Linked DNA regions of Macaca mulatta: all the other regions are linked to region 3. Evidence: chromatin contacts called from public Hi-C data. All regions are on one chromosome and are shown on one strand. Each heading gives the region's core, a stretch centred on a gene start, on an enhancer-like site or on the middle of the called end of the contact. The rest is flanking DNA. Distances are from core to core; before and after follow the strand shown. Region 1 has its middle 390 kb from the start of SOX11. Region 2 has its middle 300 kb from the start of SOX11. Region 3 holds the start of SOX11 (SRY-box transcription factor 11).

The links. A called contact is a pair of places that touch in the nucleus more often than the background predicts.
Region 1: a Hi-C map of fetal cortex germinal zone shows a contact between it and region 3, with 6 times the contacts expected there. The contact joins the enhancer-like site here to the promoter of SOX11 in region 3. A contact is called at or near these places in 2 of 14 Hi-C or Micro-C datasets (fetal cortex germinal zone and fetal cortical plate).
Region 2: a contact with region 3 is called in a Hi-C map of fetal cortical plate, with 2.5 times the contacts expected there. The contact joins the enhancer-like site here to the promoter of SOX11 in region 3. A contact is called at or near these places in 2 of 14 Hi-C or Micro-C datasets (fetal cortex germinal zone and fetal cortical plate).

Annotation. Positions count from the first base shown.
Region 1 is chr13:118,739,565-118,744,540 of T2T-MMU8v2.0, forward strand. No RefSeq gene overlaps it. Among named protein-coding and RNA genes, the nearest start is that of SOX11, 390 kb to the right of the region's middle. Within about 2 kb of position 1,492, at least 10 of the 40 cell types and tissues checked have an H3K27ac peak or open chromatin away from gene starts, as enhancers often do. A contact at or near this core is called in fetal cortex germinal zone, where this site is marked.
Region 2 is chr13:118,836,412-118,841,294 of T2T-MMU8v2.0, forward strand. No RefSeq gene overlaps it. Among named protein-coding and RNA genes, the nearest start is that of SOX11, 300 kb to the right of the region's middle. Within about 2 kb of position 3,465, at least 9 of the 40 cell types and tissues checked have an H3K27ac peak or open chromatin away from gene starts, as enhancers often do. A contact at or near this core is called in fetal cortical plate, where this site is marked.
Region 3 is chr13:119,132,989-119,137,346 of T2T-MMU8v2.0, forward strand. SOX11 (SRY-box transcription factor 11) reads right to left here and starts at 2,073. Exons shown (of 1, transcript XM_077960218.1): 1 at 152-2,073. The coding sequence starts at 1,735. The coding sequence ends at 410.

The DNA of each region.
Region 1 (4,976 bases), core at 242-2,741, 390 kb before region 3:
CCCTATAAGGTGAATTTCCATGAAGCAACTGGAGAAAATAAAACACAAGACAGAGTTGAGTGGCTGGTTGTTTGACACGGATAAGTGCGTTTTATATTTAGAGAGGGGGAAAGGCCTCTACTGTACAGGCAGGGGAAGCAGAGAGATTTGTGCGGAGAGGAGGGACTGAGCAAACCTTCTTGTGCTCTCCCTACATGCCTGGTCTCGTGCTAGACAATTTGCATCTGTGAGTTAATTGAATATTTGATATAATAATGCAGTATATCTTGTGAGATGAATATACCATTTTTAGAGGAAATAAACCCAGGGGTCAGAGGTTTAAATAAATTTTCTATCATTATTTAGCTAGCAGGAAGCAGTAGCAGCATTTGAATGTGGATCTGTCTATTTTCAACTGGGTGACAATTTTCAATTTGCTGACTAAACAGCCATTAGAATGAAAAACAGGACCACATATCTAGGGAAGCTTGGAAAACACAAAATACATAAATAAATCAAAATTAGCAGGAAGATAAATTATAGTAGTGGCTGGGTTTGAGCAGTGTTACAATGAGATTCCATAAGAAGGGAAGGCATCTGTCGAGAGGTGGCCTAGGACTCCAGACTGAAAAATATTGGATTGGATTTTATAAGCATTAGGAAACTGGAAGTTCCTAATCCAGAGGAATAATAAACTGACCCAGTCAAAGCAATCAGAATTAGTTGAATCAGCACAAGTGGATTGATTCTGTATATAATCGAGGGAAAATAAAACTATTTAAGCCATCAGCTAAGTGTGTTCCACTATAAGTTACATAAGCCTAATTGGAAAAGATCATCGGTGTCACTGGTTTATGGTTCCTCCTATAGCGTCCTGATAATAGGAGTTTCACTTTCTCTTTTCCTGGAATGAGGGATTTAATCTTTGATGGGAAAGATCCAGAAGACCTTTGACTCCTAATTTAAATAGCCCCAAATTGGCGGCCATTCATTGTTGGTGGATGTAGCTGCCTTCACAATGGGGCATTTCACAGTCGCTCTCAATAGGGAATTCAGCTTTCTCAGGTCGGGAGAGGATGAATCAGATTGCACACTGCTCAGCAGGCTGAGCGCAGCATCGTGCCCCAGCTGTCATCCTAAAGAAGACTGGGGTTAGGTACCAATATGCACCAGGAGAGCGAGTTCTCCATTAGCCAGATGGAACTTCAAGCTGTTGCCAGAACTTGCTGTCTTCAACTTACACTGTGAAATGAAGCACTGAGAGACAAAGGAATATGGAGCATCCACACGGCCCTGGAGAGTCCAGCAGACCAACTCGATATTGATGTGACTCCCTCCTCCAAGACACAATAAGCTTCTACCCAGTGGTCTGTGAGGCCACCGCTGGCCATGGTTATCACATTCTGGCCTCCCTTGATTTCATCTGAACGATTTCTGAGTGGGTTTGCAAGGCAGATTCCCAGCTCTGAGACCCTGGATTGCAGCCAGGGCCATTGAAGCGGCACACCCTGGATCTGGCATTCTTCGCACATTGACAGCAATAGGAGGCAGGAGCAGCTTCTATATGGAATACGGAACCAGGCACCTCTGCCGGCAAGGGTGGGAGAGAAGGCACCGGGACCTGTGATGTGGAGAGCGGGAAGGGGCTTCTGGCTTCTGGGCAACACCAGGGCAGCAAGCCCTGGCCTGGCGGGGCCTCCCCAAGGCAGGGCGGCTCGTGGAGTGGCTGCTCATTCCACCTTCCTGGAGCTCAGGGAGCTTGGACCCAGATGGTGCTGCATGAGCAACCTCACTCTCTCCCGCAGGACCCAGGAGGAAGACGGAGAGGTCTTTTAGACTCCCTTGTACAAATTAAAAATTAGTCTTAGGATGATGAAGGCCGAGCTCTAGAGTAGCTATTGCGCACCCAGGTCACATTCTCTTCTACTGTCTCTTTAGCTCTCTCTTTTCTTCCTGTGTCCAACTCCCTCACTCTGGGAATGTGTCCTTATCTTTCTTCTTTACCCACTCATATTTTCCCTAATTTTCGGTTCAACTCCCATTCTTCAGCTCCTATCAGTATGGCTCACAATTGTAATTTCAATCTTCTGTTTTTCTTTTGTATTTTTGACATATTTCAGACTCTTCAAAAACTGGCAAGAATACTGCAGAATTCTTGGATACTCTGTACCCAGATTACTCAAATGTTAGCATGTTACCACAATTGTCCTGTCACTCTGGCCTCTCTGTCTCTTTCTTTGTTTTTCTCCCTCATATACATACGCACACCAACTGATGTAATTTTTTTTCTAAACTATGTTAAAGTTGCAAACAGTTCATTTACTTCTAATAATCCAGGGTAAGTTTTCAAAAACAGAAATTATTTTTATATGTACTGTACAATTATCAAAATTAGAAAAGGAATGATACTAGTGCATTACATAATCAACAGAACTTATTCGAATTTCACCCACTAAAGAGTATAGGCCAGTTATTTTTTAGAATCTCTCTCAGTTTGCATTAGTCTAATGTTTCCTTATAATTGCTCAGAATACTCATTTTTGGGCAGGAATACAACAGAGGTGATGCTGAGTTTCCCGGTGCAGGCGATCAGAAGCCACATGCTGTCAATTAGTCTCCTCATGGGCAATTATAACTTCAGTCTTAACTTCCTTTGACTGAGAGCTCCAGACCCACAGGCCTAGGTGACAACTGAAAAGCTGTCACTCAAACCCCATATCCTCAGAGTGGCATTACTTGACAACCCAATGGAAGGGAGTCTCCGATTCCCATGGCACAGAGAATCACTATGATGGTAACATACTTCACCTTTTGATAGTACTCATCTCTACCTGAAGTTCTCCATTTATTTATTCTGTGTCGGAGAACATGATGTCTGCTCACTCTGTATCCTGAGCGCCCAGACAACGAATCATTCATAGCAGGTGTTCAATACATCATCTTGGAGTGGGAGTCCCTTGACTACCTCAGCCTAGATGCGACTGAATCCACCAGTTCTTCCTCCTGCTTTCAGGTCTGCTTCGGTTCCTTCTTCCCTGCAGTCAGTGCCTCTCAACACAGGTTTACTATCATTCTAGGAACATGGCATAAAATTTCACACCACCCCTGAGCCTTAAGTTATTCTGGCTGCCTGGAGCAATATTTCCCATTTAACTGCTTGGCAAAGTCCCACACACTTTTCAAGTTATAGTGCAAATGTCACTTCTTCTGTGAAGTCAGCCCTAACTCCACAAGGGAGAATTAATGTCTCTCATCTGTGATCCCATAACAGTTTATACATAATTAGAGTGTAGCATGTCGCCCATAACATACCGTTTAATCGCCAGGTTTCTTCTGAGTTCCTTAAGGTCAGGATTATTGTACATCTCCAACTCCAGCAACAGAAAATAAACTTTTTTTTTCTTTTTGCTAATAAAAGCTTCCACCCAGAAAATCAGCGTGCGTCTCCTCCAGTGTCTATGTGTTTTCTCTGGGACAGCCAGGCCAAACCATCTCCCTTCGGTTTCTGATGGGATGTGAGCTGGCAATGCCCCACTCCAGCCCTGCCTTCACGATATCTGCTCCACTGTTCTGGTACTGAAGAGAAAATTCCACATTAGTCACTTTTTGGCTCAATATTTCAAAAATGGCCTCTGAGCAACACTCATTTTTAGCGCTATTTATTTTGAGCTAAGTTGCTAATGGATTAAGTAGCACGTTTGCCTTTCGGCAGGGCACTGAATGCCTTTACCTCAAATCAGAACTAACGGGGAAGCTTTGGAGGTGAGATGAACTGCCTTTGAAAATGAGGAAAAGCACATTTTAAAAGAAAGAAAATAAATACTCTAGGAATACTATGAAGTCAGCCTCTGATTAAACTCAGGACTATACATTTCCCCACAGTAGATCAGCCTGGCTATATCAATGATTAAAAAATATATATAACATGCACAATAAAAAGTAAAAAAGAAACCCAACGTAGATGACAAATAATGATGGATATTCATGGAGTGTTTGTATTCCTTAGCACCTTGCGGTATCCCGAGTTCCCTCACCCTCTTTGCCAGTGTTTGAGAGGTAACTCTATGCTGAAACCCATCCTCCCTCTTACCTAAGGGAGGGAAGGGCTTGTGCATGGGTGTTCATGTATGTTGCTGTGCGTACTTTGCTACATGAAACATGATGGAGGTCCAAGGGACAATTGAGAAAATGTCTTGGGTGATAAATAAATACGTTTAGAAGATAAGATACAGTTGACCCTAGTGTGTGCCAAGTTTGCTATTAACCTAAAGCAACTAGCCTGCTAGAGATTACACACATGCTCTGCAGGTCTTTTTCATATAATAGTTCTTTGTTTAGGAGCTCCTCCCATTTAGGTGCATACTTGAGTTGTGTTTCCCGCTCATGCCTGTATCACTGGAGTCTAATTTTGTCATCTCTTCTTACAAACTGAGGACCGTTTCTTTTCTTCTATGAGACAGGAAGAAAGGAACTGTTCTTACTAGGTACTGCTTAATCTCTGTTAGAATGGTAGAGTATAATCTGCCTGTTATGCCTGAGTGTAGAAATAGGACTAGAGCCAAGTTCCAGATAACTAAGGTGAATGTGAAGGGCGTGCATTTCCACATATCTGTTTGCCTTCTTAAGAAAATAAGATTATTGTGTAACAATTATCTGTTAGAATGTTATAGTCTAACATTCTAACAGAGTGATTTCCGAGAGCTCCCTCTCCCATGTGAGGACTCAGTCCAGTCTCCAAACATCTCTTGATAATTAAAAAGTATGTTACTTGTTGCCAGTTTATTATAGCTGAAGTAAACTAAACACCAGTTCTCCTAATCCCATCAACCCTGTCCGCAGGCAGCGTCAGGGGTCAGGAACCACTTCTAAAAACAGTGTTTGGCAGGGCGAGGTGGCTTATGCCTGTAATCCCAGCACTTTGGGAGGCCGAGGTGGGTGGATCATGATGTCAGGAGTTCGAGACCAGCCTCGCCAACATAGTAAAACCCCGTCTCTAC
Region 2 (4,883 bases), core at 2,215-4,714, 300 kb before region 3:
ATAATGCTGATTCCCAGTGCCTGAAATGGAGGAAGGTTTTCACAGTTTCCAGGAGAGGGGCCTGGTGGTGAGGAAGACTGGGCCCTCCGCAATCCTGACTGGGAATCCAAGGGACTGGGAGCCACCCCGAGGGAGAAAGTGCTGCAGTCAGACCTGCTGCTGGAGCCTGGGTCTGGGCCACATTGCATCCAAGAACAGGATGACTCCTGCCTGGCTGGCCTCTAGACCACGTGAAATAGAAATAGGAGAAGCGCCGCTGCATCCCGTGAGCAGTGTTTCTGGAGGGCGCTGGTAGGGAGGGAGTGGAGGTGCCAGCTCACACTTCCCTCCAGGACCTGAACATCGCAGAAGCCCCTACCGATGGAGCTTCCGTATTTCACTGCCTAATTTTGGATTATTTATGACAGCAAAACAAAAATTATTTATGAAGCAACTGTTTACAACTGAGACCCAGGGAAGTGACATAATCTAAGATTGTGTAACTAATTAGTGGCACAGCTAAGACCCTGTTTATCATCTCCTTATTTTAAATCAATTGCAAAGCTTCGTAAACACTTCAAATAAGCACGTATCTGGCATTTTATGACCTTTTTATGCTTAATTCAAAAGAATGTACTTGCTTTAAATAAATATTAAGCACATGAAATACATTGATATATACACAAAAGACTGTGTATAATTCTTACGTATTAAGCTCCTATTGTGTGCTATGTGTTTTTTTTATTTTCCTGCATAAACAGCATTCTCTACTACAACCCAGCAAGGTAGGCATTATCGCCCCTGTTCTGCAGCTAAAGAAGCCCTCACTAACAAGGATGAAATAGCAGAAAAGCTGGGAAAAGATCACCCACAAAGCAAATAAAGAAATGGGAAGGAACACCCAGATCTGCCTGGCTTCAAAGCCAGTGGTAGTAACTTCCCTAGTGTGAACGAGCTCATCCAGGGTTAGGGTTTATTTACGAACAAAAGAGAAATCCCTCCGAATCATTCCTATGGATTTTTCTTTCTCAATCTAAGGAGTGACAGGAAAAACTGTAAAGAATGGGACATGGACAAGCAGAATTGGCAAGTGTTCTTGAGTCAAGACCCCTCATGAAAAGGGTAAACCATTCACTCTGCCCAAATGTGATTCCTGTAGCCGGGTCTCAATCAGCACGTTTTCCACTGAAACGACGAGGAGGGGAGGGGCTCTTCCTGGGGTAGCTGTACACAGCCGTGGTGGCCAGCCTAATTCAAGGTGCACAGCATGGACACACACACTCTCACCCTGGCGACTCCCAAGCTGTTAGTTCAACCGTCCATTGAGTTTGACATCATAGATGGGGGTTGCAGGGTGCGCAAGGGAATAATCTGATTTGCAGAGAGGAAAAATTGTTTGTTTTGTGTATACTTCCTGTCTTTATTTTCACTATTCTTTTTCACTCAGCACTTCAATTTTCCACATATAAACAGAGTCTGTGGAAAGCGTTTATTATCTAACACTGTACTCTCTGAAATTCCCTCTATTATTCTATGGGGCCATGTTGATCAGGACCACCCCTGAATGTAAATGATGCCGTCAGAGGCCTTGCAGTCCTGGGGCCAGGGCTGCATTTTATATGTGCACATAAACACACAGGACGTCCTGCCTACAAACCATTTTGTCCCCAGGACTAAATATTTAAGTGTCCCCATGGTAATGATTACAGATAAGACTTTTACATTGTTGTGATTACAAAAGGGAGTATACATTTGCATCTGTTAATAATCACCAGTCTCATAAACAGCAATAACAACTTTGAATTTTTCTTACTTATTCATTTAACCTGTACTGAATGTCCGTTGTGTGCTTGTACTCACTGGATTTTTTACCATATTATTCTACCCTTACACATACATGTGTGATGTGTGATGTGTGATGTTCATTCTCCTTTGAGGATTTTGGCACTAAAAGCTTTCCTCTATTGGGAAAAATGTGAAAAGATGCCTTTCCATCCAGAGTCAACCCATTTGGAAATAGGAGCAAAGCTTCCACAGACTCCATTTTTTCTTTCTATCAAATATCCTTTGTGAGATAAAGCTCCAAGGATGGAAATTAGCCGCTTCTGTCCTGAGAATCTTCCCAACCCTATTCTTTCAAAGGGATTGTCCATAAGGCTCTGGGACCACCACAATGCGGACACGCACGGCTGGCTGACGGCCTTGCTTCAATAGAAAGCCTTTTAAAACATGCTCCCATGGTCCTGAAAAGGACTCTCTTCTTGGGGGCTTGGGCCCGGGGAAAGGCAGCCAGGGCTCCGGAACTGCTCAGCGCAGCTCAGGAACTGTTCTCCTCCAGATCTGAGAAGACTCCAAAGCACTAAAAATGAGGGGAATTTAAAAATCATGTTTGTTCAAGGGATGGGGGAAAGGAAAGGAACAGAAGACGGAGGCAGGGGAAGAAATTTATAGCAAAAAGGTTACCTCGGCTATTTCTCCACTCTGGGGGTCATCCTAGAAACGTCCCTCCTCCAGACGTGGGGGTGGTGCCAGTTGCCAATAATCCTCTCTTCCCGGAAAAAAAAAAAAAGCGGTTAGCAAATGTCAAGATAAAAAAGAAAATCAGCTGAACAAGGGAACAGCTAGGATGGGCTGCTCGATGGGCGCCAGCCACGGGAGCCCCAGGTGCAATCAACAGCTCTTTAAGACTGCAGGGCATCATTTCTCTGCTTTGAAAAACCCAGCCATCTCTTGGAGAGTCAGATCGATTAGAGGCCACCTTTTGTGAAAGTGATGCTATCATTGTGGTTGTAATTTATGCAAAGACATTCTGTGGCACACGATGATTAAATTATAGTATAGAAGGCAGGATTTCCATAGCGTGTTCCCCCCTCTGGATTTTGCACTTTTATCTACATTCGAATCAGGTCTGTGAAAATTTGGTGCACATGCTTTTCAATCTGTGTGACAGAACATTTCCACATGTTTCTGTGTATTTTTGAAGTGGAGAGAACGGTACCGCCACTTGGAGATCCAACTGAGCCTACGAGGCAAAGGCAATGCGATTCTTTTATAAAAAGAAAGAAAAGCAGACAGAAAGGGTTATTTCCTGAGACCTTTTAGGGGTGAAGCTGTGCAGGTAAAATAAAATCACAAAATAAATAAATAAAATGAATGGAAAAAATGAAAGCCTTGTGGCTTAGCTCCCTGAACGTTAGAGAGATCACCATACAGGGTTACATGTGCAGAAAGGAGACCCAAGGTTAAGATTTGCTTCTTACCTAGACAGCACCTCAGCCTCCTGCCTTGTGGCCGTGACTGGAAAGGAGCTTCCCCTGTCTCCACGTCAGCCACCATTTTAGTGTGGTCTCTGGATACGGTAAGATGGAGGCAGACACGGAGAAAGCCCGAGGGGCTCCCTCTGCTCGCTCGGCTGTGCCCCGCAGCCCCAGCGCGTCTCCCTAGGGGATGCGTTATTCACCATCCCCCTTCAGCTGAGTCAGGAGCTGCTGAGACAGGACAGCGCCGAGGCGAAAACGCAGACGATGACAAAGCCTGTGCTTTACCGACGGTCCCGGGGTATGGCAGGGAAAGGCAGCCCCCCTCCAAGGCATTGCAATGTGGGCTTTTAATGGGCTATGTGCTATCTGGAAATATTTAAGATGCAGCCACTATCCGTGTGGGGTTGATTCCTTCCTGGGCTAGCTGCCTTTTCCTCTCTCTCTCCAAATATATAGCCCTCATGACAAATCTGACACAGGGATCACAGGATGCTGCCGGCAGCTGGTGCAGGGTGGGGGGCTCTTGCAGGGACGGACAGGAGCCCGTGTGGCAGGGTGGCTTCTCCCTCCACCCCCTTCAGCCCGTCCAGCACCCTCCGTGCCTGCCCGCTGGATCCTTAACAAAGAAGAAACCTGCCTCCTTCAGCGCCTGAAGTCGGGGAAGGTGGAGGTTGAGCTGGGAAGAAATGGGGAGCAGGGTCCGGGCTCTTTCAGACCTTCCTGGAAGACCCAGGGAAAGAAGAGCCCCAGAGAGATTCGTGGGCACAGCAGGGCCCTGGGCTGCGCCTCCTGTCCATCATGTCAGGAGGAGGAGAAGGAGAGCACCAGGCGCGCGCACGGGTGTGTGTGTGTGTGTGTGTGTGTGTGTGTGTGTGTGTGTGTGTTGTGTGTGTTTAAAGAATGTTAATTCATACTGAGATCCTAGGGAATATTTCCCTAACTAGAACAGGCTTGGGAATAAATAACGTGCTTACATAGCTGGATCTCCCCTCCCCTTCCTTTCTCCCACTCACTAACACACACGTGTGCGCACACAGACACACCCACACACGTGCACACACGTTGGTAGTTACTAAAGCTAGCCTATGGGGCAAGGAAAAGCTGACCCTGAGAAATGCAATTTTCAATTCCCGCTGAAGCGCGCGCAAGGAGGCTGTGCCCGGCACTCCAGGAGGACCGCACACCTTAGGTGGGCCACAGACAGGCACATCCCATACGTGGACTCGGGCGAGGTGCCCTAATGCGGCAGCTGAGGAGCACTAGAGGGACCCAGGTGGAGCCATTTCCACCGGCCTGGAGTGTGCACTGCAGGTCTCCAGCCTTGGTGAGGATCACGGGTGTGCTGAGGTTTCCCATCCACCCGCGCCTCTGTCTACACACACAGAGTGCCTGGGAGCTGAGAAGCGTGTTTATTCTCCTCCTTTCCTCCCTCATAAATGACTGCTACCAGCACTTGGAGGAGAAGCTCAAGCTGGGCCTGAGTGAATAGAAGCCGAGCGGGCAGGCAGGGCTCACTGGCAAAGTCCAAGCCACCACCGCGTGTGTAAGTGATTTCCATGCTCTCATTCCTTAACCCTTTTTGAGATGATCCTTCTCTTCCCGAGTGCGCTTAGGGAAGGCAGGTGCAATCATCTGCTTTCCTGT
Region 3 (4,358 bases), core at 823-3,322:
GCCTTTGTTGTAATCACGAATTTCAGGAAAAAGAAATAGTAATTACAAAAACACATTTTTTGGGAAAAAAATCACAACTCCAGACTAGGTATGCAACTACCTTGAGACACGATAAAGGAAGGGAGGGGGGACAAATAAAGGACAGGAAAAATGTTTAAAAACTACTCATTTCACTTTAACTCCACCAAAATTTTCATCATGTTTTCCAATTTCTTTGCGTCACGACATCTTATCAATATCATCAGCATCTTCTCTCCCCTCCACCCTACCACCGCCACCATCAACACCACCATCATCATCATCATTATCATCATCATCATCATCATCATCATCATCACCACTACAACTTCCTCCCAAGGAACCCAGCTCTGCACCCGCCGAGAGAAAGAGCGAGCAGCGGGCGCCCCTTTCAATACGTGAACACCAGGTCGGAGAAGTTCGCCTCCAGCCAGTCCCCCGCGATCATCTCGCTCAGCTCCGGCGTGCAGTAGTCGGGGAACTCGAAGTGGGAGCCTAGGCTGCCCTCGCTGAACGAATCCAAATCCTTATCCACCAGCGACAGGGACAGGTTCCCGGCCGCCGCGCCGCCCCCCAGCTGCTGCTCGCTGGCGCTGTGCGCGCTTTGGGAGAAATTCAAGCTCAGGTCGAACATCAGGTCGTCGGCGTCCTCGCCGCTGCTGCCGCTGCTGCTGCCGCTGCTGCTGGACGAGGAGGTGGACACGGAGCGCGAGGACCCGGGCGACAGCGCGGGCTGCGCGAGCGGCGGCGGGTGCTGCTTGGTGATGTTCTTGAAGCTGTAGTAGAGGCGGCTGCCGCCCCCGGCGCCCGAGGTCGCGCCGGCCCGCACCTCGTCGTAGAGGCTTGCGCCCTCGGGAGACTCCGCGGAGCTGCTCAGCGTGGGGCTGGCGGGCACTTTGGCGACGTTGTAGCGTCTCAGCAGCTGCGACGGCTGCTGCCCCGGCGGCTGCAGGAGCTGCTGGTGCGGCGGCTCCTCGTCCTCCTCGTCCGGCTCCTGCTTGATCTGCAGCTGCAGCTCGTCGTCGTCGTCGTCGTCGTCGTCGTCCTCATCCAGAAACACGCACTTGACCGTCTTGCCCGCGCCGCCGCCGCCCGCGCCGCTCACGCGCAGGCTGCCCAGCACGTAGTCGTCGCCCGCGCCCCCGTAGTCCCCGGCCTGGGCCGCCTTGCCCGCGCCAGCCTTGGCGCCGGCGGCCGCGGGGGCCTTGAGCTTGCCGCATTTCTTGCTGGAGCCCTTGGAGGTCTTGGCACCGCCCGCGCCGCCGCTCGCGCTCCCGCCGCCGCCGCCGGCCGCGCTCTTCTCCGGGCTCTGGCTGGCGCTGGGCTTGGCCGAGGGGTCCATTTTGGGCTTTTTCCGGGGCCGGTACTTGTAGTCGGGGTAGTCGGCCATGTGCTTGAGTCGCAGCCGCTCCGCCTCCCGGATGAACGGGATCTTCTCGCTGTCCTTCAGCATTTTCCAGCGCTTGCCCAGCCTCTTGGAGATCTCGGCGTTGTGCATGTCTGGAGACTGCTCCATGATCTTCCTGCGTTCGATCTTGGACCACACCATGAAAGCGTTCATCGGCCGCTTGATGTGGCCCGACGCCGTCTTGCACCAGTCTGGGTCGCTCTCGTCCAGGGCCACCGGGCTGCAAGCCATGAATTCGCCCTCCTCCGTGTCCAGCGCCTCCCGGGGCAGGTTGCTCTCCGCTTCCAAGCTCTCCGCCTGCTGCACCATGATCCGCTGCGGGGCTGGACGCTCCAACCCGGGCCACTGGGTCTCGTGCGGAGGTCCCCCTCCCCCTCCCACCCCTCCACCTTCCTGGGCAAGTTGCAAAGTCCTCGGCACCCTGCTTTCGCGGCTCCCCCCCTCCCCCCCGCCCCCCCTTCCAGGCTGCACACAGCGGCTGCGGTGGCTTCGGCGGCGACGGCCGCCGGCGCGCTGGGAGCTGCGGTCGCGACAGGAGAGGCGGTGGCGACGGCGGTCGAGGCAGCCCGGGACCCCTCTCTCCGGCTCGTGGCTCCCACCGCAAGAGCCGGACCCCGAGCTCTCCCAGGCGCGCGCGCTCCTTCTGCAAAAAGTTGAGGTCTCTCTCTCAACTAGTTATCACGGTGTCATATGGGTGACATCACTCCCCCGGCTAGCCAATGGCTGGGGGCCGGCTCCGCCCATCTCCCTTTATTAACTCGGAGGCCCCGCCCCTCCACCCCGCCCTCCGGGCTGCTTTTGCAAAGATGGGGGTGGGGGGGAGAGGAGGCATGTCTAGAAATATGTTATTTTTAAAAAATCCGCGTGTGTGCACAGATGCGCCTCTCCCCGGGATGCTCGGAAGCGGCGCGCGGCACCACGGGGAGCGTGCGGCCAGGGGCGAACCGGGCTGGTCCGGGCGCCGGCGCGAACCGAGGACTGGGTCCCGGGAGAGGCCCCGCGCGCCTTTGTGCCCAGTCCCCGGGAGGCCCGACGGCGACAGCGGACGGCGCGCGCTCACTCCCCGTGTGCACACACTCGGGAACGCGCCCAGCCTGAGACTGCGGCCTCTGCCCGGCTCGGAGTCCGCCGCGCCCGGCCTGCCCCGGGGTGGGCGCAGCTGCTCCCCGGCGAGTCCCCCGCGGGGCTCGGCCGCTCCCCGGCGTCCCGGCCCCGAGCCCGCCCGGTAGCCCCGCGGCGGCCCTGGCCGACGGAAGGTGGCGCTTGAAGACAACAACCTTCCCGGCACGTGGGTTCTGCTCTCCTTTTCCCTTTCTCCCTTTTTGTAAGGCAAAGAAATCAATTTAAAGCTCGAGAGGCGGTGAGCTCCCTCCCCCGTTTGCATTTTTCTGTTTTGTCCTTTTTCTCCGTCTGTTTTCCCTCCTCGGTGGTGTTTGGGGACGCGGCTGTGCGGGTTGGGTTGCGCCGCGCCCCCGCGAGCCCCGCCCCGGGCGGGGGCCGGAGTAACGGTCTGCGGGGCCCTCGGGTTCAAGCTGGCCACTCCCAGGGCTGGCTCCGGAGCGGGGTCTGGGTCCCGCAGGCTCCGGCACGCCCGCGCCCCGCCCGGCGTCCCCGCGAGGGGCCCGGCGCCCTCCTTCCCTTCTCCCTCTGCTCCCCGCTCCTCCTCTCCCCGCCCCCTCCTCCCCTCCTCTCCCCGCCCCTCCGCCGCTCCTTTCTCCTTCCCAGGCCTCCTCTTCCTCTTTGTCCTTCCCCCATCCTCGGTCGCCAGCGCTTCTCCGGCAGCCTCGTCCTGAAATCGTGCGATTGTGAGCTAGAAGCCGTCTGGGTCACTCACAAACCAAAGAGAAAAATAAGGTGCACTCGAGTTTCCAGTCTAAATATCTCCCCTGGAGGTGGAAAGGTGCGCTGGCGGCCGGGGAGCCGCGACCGGGGGCGCGCTGGGCCCCACAGAGCAGCCGCGGACCCCGGCGATCGCGCCGTGTTCGTCTCCTTTGTGTTTCTTTATTGAGTCCCTGCTACCTCTACGGATATTCGGGGGGCAATTAAAGAAAACCGCCGCTTCCTAGGTATTGTCTGTCGCCATCCTCGCCTTCTCCACACCCCCCAGCGCTGGGTATCTGGGAACTTTGAGCAGTTCTTAAGACACTGCCCGGATCCCTTCACCAGATAAATCAGCCGTGTAGGACTGGGAAAACTATCCAAATTTTCTTCCTTTCAGGTGCCCTCCTGCAAGTAATACTACATTCCTTAAGTATTGGATCTTCTCTGAGGACCCTAATATCATAAAATAATACCATGTTTTCATTATTTGAAAAAATTACCGCCATCGCGATAACTCATTCCCGCCCCCGTCCCCCACTTCCCCTACTCTTTATCCTAAAGAAAGACACTGCATTCAATACTTGGAATATTCAGACCAATTTAAATCTTGGTAATGCTGGCAATTTATTCTTTTCAGGGCCATAGGAATCAAAAGAATTTACAGTCATTCATACTGGGTGACTTAAAGTCTGGAGATGTCTAAAATCCAAGGCAGTGTGTGAAAATTCATCTTCACTCCCGCACGGCGAGCACTAGGTCTTGTTTTTCTCTTACCTCACACGTTTTTCAGCTATTGGGAACACCACGGGAGGGAGGGTGGGGTGGAGCACAAGGTGAATCTACACCCACCTCCCCACAACTGCGGGGCAAATCCACACTCTAAAAGGGATTGAAATGTTTCAGCTCAGCTTCATTATTTGCTTGCAAAGTGTGAGGGCACCTACCATTTTGGCCTCGGAAAGAGAATGCATTCGAAAATCTTTGGCAAATTCCATATTTATTTGCTATCTTTATGCTATAGCAAAAATCATGCTTAGCTTTAAAATGAGAATGATCTGAATAGAGTGGGAGTGAAAATAAAAGATTTTATTCTCATAGTGCTGCGATCTTT